Linked DNA regions of Mus musculus: region 1 is linked to region 2. Evidence: chromatin contacts called from public promoter capture Hi-C data. All regions are on one chromosome and are shown on one strand. Each heading gives the region's core, a stretch centred on a gene start, on an enhancer-like site or on the middle of the called end of the contact. The rest is flanking DNA. Distances are from core to core; before and after follow the strand shown.

Region 1 (2,700 bases), core at 45-2,544, 160 kb before region 2:
GTTCCACATCTCCATCCCAGCCCCAACCTATCTGCCTGTGCACTCTACATCATCTGTCCAGCACTCTATTAAAAGGAACTAACTCATCTTTGTGTGTGTGTGTGTGTCCGTCCACCATAGATCCATCTCAGGTAGTCAGGCTTGGTGGCAAGTGCCCTTACTGGAGCCATCTCTGGGAATCCACCCCTGACTTCTCACACTGTTTACTTTAAACACATGTTGCCCAGGCAGGCATTCAAAGTCGACTCCCAAGTGCTAGGGTTACAGGTGTGCACCATGAACCCTCCCCCATGCTTCTATCACAGCAGTTCCATTGCTCTGTACTGGCAGCTTTATGACAGGAATAAATGCTAGCTGGTCACATATCACAGGCCGGCCAGACACTAAGGAGTGAAGGGGTAAATGGAGCCTCCTCAAACCCTAGTCACAATCAGGACTACACACACACACACACACACACACACACACACACCACACACACTGGTTCTTACTACTCTAGTTGACCGACAAGTTTCCTTCCTTGGAAAGTGTCTATCTTCCTCCTGAACTCTAGCTGTAAGAAAGCAAGGACCAGGGCTTTGGTGGTTACTAGTGTGTACCCAAATTCCAGCCCAGGGCCTGGCACAGGGTTCACAGGAGCAAGTTATGTTAGATGAATAAATGAAACAAACAGGACATAGATATTGAGAGACCAAGAGGAATTCAAATTTACATCTGGGAAAAGAGGTTAACGAAGCTGGAAAAAGGAGGTTAGCAGGACAATAAGTACTGGTTGTGTTCTTAAATGGGATGTAAATATGGCCCTGTCCGCACAGGGAGTGCCCAGGGGCCGTACTGTGGAGCGTGGGTGACAGTTCCTAAGCACTGAAGAGTCTCGGAAAGGTGGGTAGCACAGGAGGTCAAATCGCTGACTGCAAATGAATGGAAGTAGCGTTTCTCTGAACACCGCACTACATTTTCCTCCAACTTGCTTTCTTTTAAAGGAATTTTTTTTAAAGAACCTACCCGCGATGCGCCCCCTACCCGGACTTGGCATCCCTGGGCTGTGCACACCTAGAAACTCCAGGTCCGGGATCTCGTGACCTCCGTCCGACCTGGAGTGACCTCGCCAACCGCCGCGACGGCCCCGCCACACCCCTCGCCCGCCCGATCTCCTCAGCCAGCCACGTACGCCACTTACGCAGCCGGGGCGTCCCCGCCGGCGCCGCCAAACCTGTCGCGTGCATGCTTTAGATGCCACGGCCGAGAACGCCACAGCCGCAGTTTGGAATGGGCCCGCCCGGTTCCCGTAGCCACGCCCCAGTAGTATCGAGAGACCCAATAGGTCTCACGATAGCGCAAGAAAGCCACACCCTCTGGAGGGGGTGCAGCCTGGTTGAGTGGGCGTCGGCTTACATAAGAGGCGGGAACTGAGGCCAATGACGTAAGGGAAGAGGCCGTACCTTAGCGGCAGCAGGGCGGAGCTTGGTGCGATCTAGGAGGAGAAGACTTCAGGCAGGAAGGAAACGTTCCTATTGTTGAGCCCGAAGTCGACGGAAAATGTAGTTCTTTACAGGCAGGCACTCGATTTAGTTAACTGAGAGCACAGGGAGGCTGAAGAAGCGTGAAAGGCGGGGAGAATGATGGATTATTGCAGTTATGCCGGCTCATCTATCGTTTACACAGACGCAGCACTCATTTTTATTATTTATTTATTTATTTATTTGGTTGGTTGGTTGGTTTTTTTCGAGACAGGGTTTCTCTGTGTAGCCTTAGCTGATTTGGAACTCACTCTGTAGACCAGGCTGGCCTGGAACTCACAGAGATCTGTCTGGCTCAGGATTAAAGGAATGCGGCACCAGGGCCCATTTAGGCTGAGAAACAAAGTTTAGCTTAGTGGATCACTTCTGTATTCCCAATACTGAGGAAGCTGAAAAAGAAAGTCATGAGTGGGCTGGTGAGATGGCTCAGCGGGTAAGAGCACTGACTGTCCTTCCAAAGGTCCTGAGTTCAAATCCCAGCAACCACATGGTGGCTCACAACCAACTGTAATGAGATCTGACGCCCTCTTCTGCTGCGTTTGAAGTCAGCTACAGTGTACTTATGTATCATAATAAATAAATCTTTAAAAAAAAAAGTCACGAGTACTGGCTTTGAACATAGTGAGCTCTAGTCTTACAAAAAAAAAAAAAAAAAAAGATTGGGGCTGGTGAGATGGCTCAGTGGGTAAGAGCACCTGACTGCTCTTCCGAAGGTCCAGAGTTCAAATCCCAGCAACCACATGGTGGCTCACAACCATCCGTAACAAGATCTGACTCCCTCTTCTGGTGTGTCTGAAGATAGCTACAGTGTACTTACTATAAATAAAATCTTTAAAAAAAAAAAAAAGATTGAAAAAGAGGCCCTCAGCATATTAGTTCAGAAGAACTGGTAACTTTCTTCGAAGGTACCTTTAGGCAATTTCCCAGAAGTTCATAAAAATGTTCTCACATGGCTCTTTTCCTTCAAGCTTTCTGTCCACCAGAGGTGCATACAGCCCTCACAGTTGAATGCACACAAGCACAACTTTGAGCATAGAACCCTGAAAACTAACTTCCTCCTGTGTGTCCCTCAGTGTCTCTTTTTCTCTTCCTTAGTATGCCCCTACCTCTTTTGATTTGAGAAAGGGCATTACACAGTCTAGGTTGACTTCGAACTCATTAAGGTAAAGACATCCTTGAA
Region 2 (2,700 bases), core at 191-2,690:
CCTGCTGGAGTGCCTGGGCCAGATCCGCTCACTGCTCATTGTGCAGATGGGTCCCCAGGAGGAGAACCTTATGATCCAGAGCATTGGGTGAGAGCGCCTCCCTGGCCTGGCTGCCCGCCCACGCTGTACTGCCCCCCTCCGCCCACGCCCACGTGCTGTACTGCCCCCCCTGCCCACGCCCACGTGCTGTACTGCCCCCCCTGCCCACGCCCACGTGCTGTACTGCCCTTCCCCCCCCCCATGCCCACGCCCACACGCTGTACCGCCATGATGTCCCTTTGTCCTAATGGTTAACCCTCCTCAGAAGATCCTGGTCACTGTGACTCTTGGCACATCTGCTGTTTCTGAGCTTAAAGTCCTCTGCTGTAACAAAGGGAAGGACAATGCCTCCCCTTTAGAGAGGCCGTGGGGCTTCAGGGACCTGTGCTTAGAGTAACAAGCTAGCAGATTTGGGGTGGCATCTCAGGCCTGTCACCTTAGCACTCAGAAAGCTGAGGCAGGAGGATCTTGAGTTCCAGGCCATTGTGGGCTACATAGGAAGTTTTAGACCAGCCTGGGATACATAGCGAGACCCTGTGTTAGAATAATAATAAATATCAATAATTGGGCTGGTGAGATGGTTCAGTGGGTAGAGGTGATTGCCGCCAAACCTGAAGACCTGAGTTCTATCCCCAGGACCCACGTGGTGGAAGAACTCCAGGAAGTTTTCTGTGGGATGCATGGACCTCCCCCACATACACACAAACAAAGAAACAAATAAATTCTAAAGGGGGAGCACTGGAGAGATTGGTTCAGTGGTTAAAAGCACTTACTGTTCTTCCAGAGGACCAGGGTTCGATTCCCAGCACCCACATCAGGCAGCTCGCATCTACCCATAACTCTAGTTCCTCCGTGTGCATGGTATACATGACACACATAAGTAGAAATAATTTTTAAAAATTGTTTTAAATAATGCTACATCGTGATAGGATTGAGCATTGAGTCAAATGCAACTCAGCCATTTAAGTTCCTACTGTATGCCGGGCCCACACAGACATTTGGGAATGCTGCAGGCAGCATCTACCTTAGGGGAGCCTGCCTTGGATCCAGACCTCATTTTCTGTGTCTGTGAGATCCCATAAGTATAACTCCTGCCTCCCAGAGTGGATGTAATCATGATTCTTCAAAGAGCAAGATGGTAGCTCATACCTGTCATCTCAGCACTTGGAAGGCTGGAAAGGGAGGATTACTGTGAATGTTAAGCCACCCTGGGCTACATAGTTTCAGGCTAGCCTCGGGTACCAGAGGGAGACCTTGTCTCAAAACCTAACTAAAACAAAAGAGACAAACAAAAAAGGATGGATGAATTTAAATCTGCAAAAGGCGCCTAGAGAGTGCAGACTGTTGTCACCATGGTGACCATGAATCTCCCTGGATGTCTGCCCCGCCCCCAGGCTGCGCTTACCCCACATGTCCTGTCTGTTCACAGGAACATCATGAATAACAAAGTCTTCTACCAACACCCAAACCTGATGAGAGCGCTGGGTATGCATGAAACAGTCATGGAGGTTATGGTGAACGTCCTTGGGGGCGGCGAGTCAAAGGTGAGGGGCCTGGATGGATGTGTCGGCTCAGGGAGGGGGACACAGAGAGCAGGCACTCACCACTGGTCCTCCCTGTCTGCTCCCTGCAGGAGATCCGCTTCCCCAAGATGGTGACAAGCTGCTGCCGCTTCCTCTGCTACTTCTGCCGAATCAGCCGGCAGAACCAGCGCTCCATGTTTGACCACCTGAGCTACCTGCTGGAGAACAGCGGCATTGGCCTGGGTGAGCTATCCTCAGCTACATAACAAGTTCAAAGCCAACCTGGGCTACCCTGAGACTCTTTCTCAAAAACAGCATAAAACCCAAACCTAGGAAACAGTGGCTCAGACAACCTTGACTGACCCACAGTTCACAGAGCAGACAAAGAATAAAGTTCAGCCCAACCCAGAGCCCCGAGCGTTGGGATTGGAAAAGCTCAGACCAGCAGAGGCACTTAGTACATTTTGCAAAGGGGGTGGTCAGGAAGGACTTCCCAGAGGAGGAGACACAGTCAGGAGTTGAGAGGGGCTGGAGAGATTACTCACTGGCTAAGGGTGCTTATTGCTCTATCAGAAGGACCAGAGTTCAGATCCCAGAACTCAGTTTATGTGACTCACAGTCACCTCCAGCCCTAAAGGATCTGGTGTCCTCTTCTGGCTTCTACGTTTACCTGCATCACACACACACACACACACACATACACACACAGAGAGAGATGCACTTAAATAGTTTTTTTTTAAAAAGGAGTGGGAAACTCTAACTGCTCTTTGTCTCCACAGGCATGCAGGGCTCCACACCCTTGGATGTAGCTGCTGCTTCTGTCATTGACAACAACGAGCTAGCCTTGGCATTACAAGAGCAAGACCTGGAAAAGGTGTGGCCGGAGGAGACCTGGTCACGCCCAACTGTGTGGGCACATGCTGGCTCTGAGCACCCTGTTCAGACTGATGCTGGCCATCCCAGGGCCCAATCAGAAAGGGGCTGACTTGCAAGGAGCAGCCAGCAGCCAGTGGCTCCTTTACTCTGCAGAAGAGGGGCTGGGAGCAGGTCTATGGGCTACGCTCCCATCCGGGTGGCCCTGGTTATCATAGAGGAGTAGGGCTACAGAGCCTTTGGAGTTCAGACACTAGTCAGTAGT

The links. Promoter capture Hi-C pulls out the DNA fragments that hold promoters and counts their contacts.
Region 1: a contact with region 2 is called in a promoter capture Hi-C map of hippocampal neurons, with 3 times the contacts expected there. The contact joins the promoter of Yif1b here to the enhancer-like site in region 2. A contact is called at or near these places in 9 of 39 promoter capture datasets (the C10 cell line, the HPC-7 cell line, cranial neural crest and 6 more), 3 of 484 Hi-C or Micro-C datasets (bone marrow-derived macrophages, embryonic stem cells and frontal cortex), 9 of 115 datasets of contacts at active chromatin or transcription factors (acute myeloid leukemia, bone marrow-derived dendritic cells, embryonic basal ganglia and 2 more) and 3 of 9 other capture datasets (adipose tissue, liver and pancreatic islet).

Annotation. Positions count from the first base shown.
Region 1 is chr7:29,236,917-29,239,616 of GRCm38.p6, reverse strand. Yif1b (Yip1 interacting factor homolog B (S. cerevisiae)) reads right to left here and starts at 1,294. Exons shown (of 8, transcript NM_001110201.1): 1 at 1,181-1,294. The coding sequence starts at 1,226.
Region 2 is chr7:29,075,906-29,078,605 of GRCm38.p6, reverse strand. It overlaps Ryr1 (ryanodine receptor 1, skeletal muscle), which reads left to right. Exons shown (of 106, transcript NM_009109.2): 39 at 1-87; 40 at 1,469-1,583; 41 at 1,673-1,805; 42 at 2,342-2,436. Among named protein-coding and RNA genes, the nearest start is that of Gm26604, 5.6 kb to the right of the region's middle. Within about 2 kb of position 1,440, at least 8 of the 459 cell types and tissues checked have an H3K27ac peak or open chromatin away from gene starts, as enhancers often do. A contact at or near this core is called in hippocampal neurons, where this site is marked.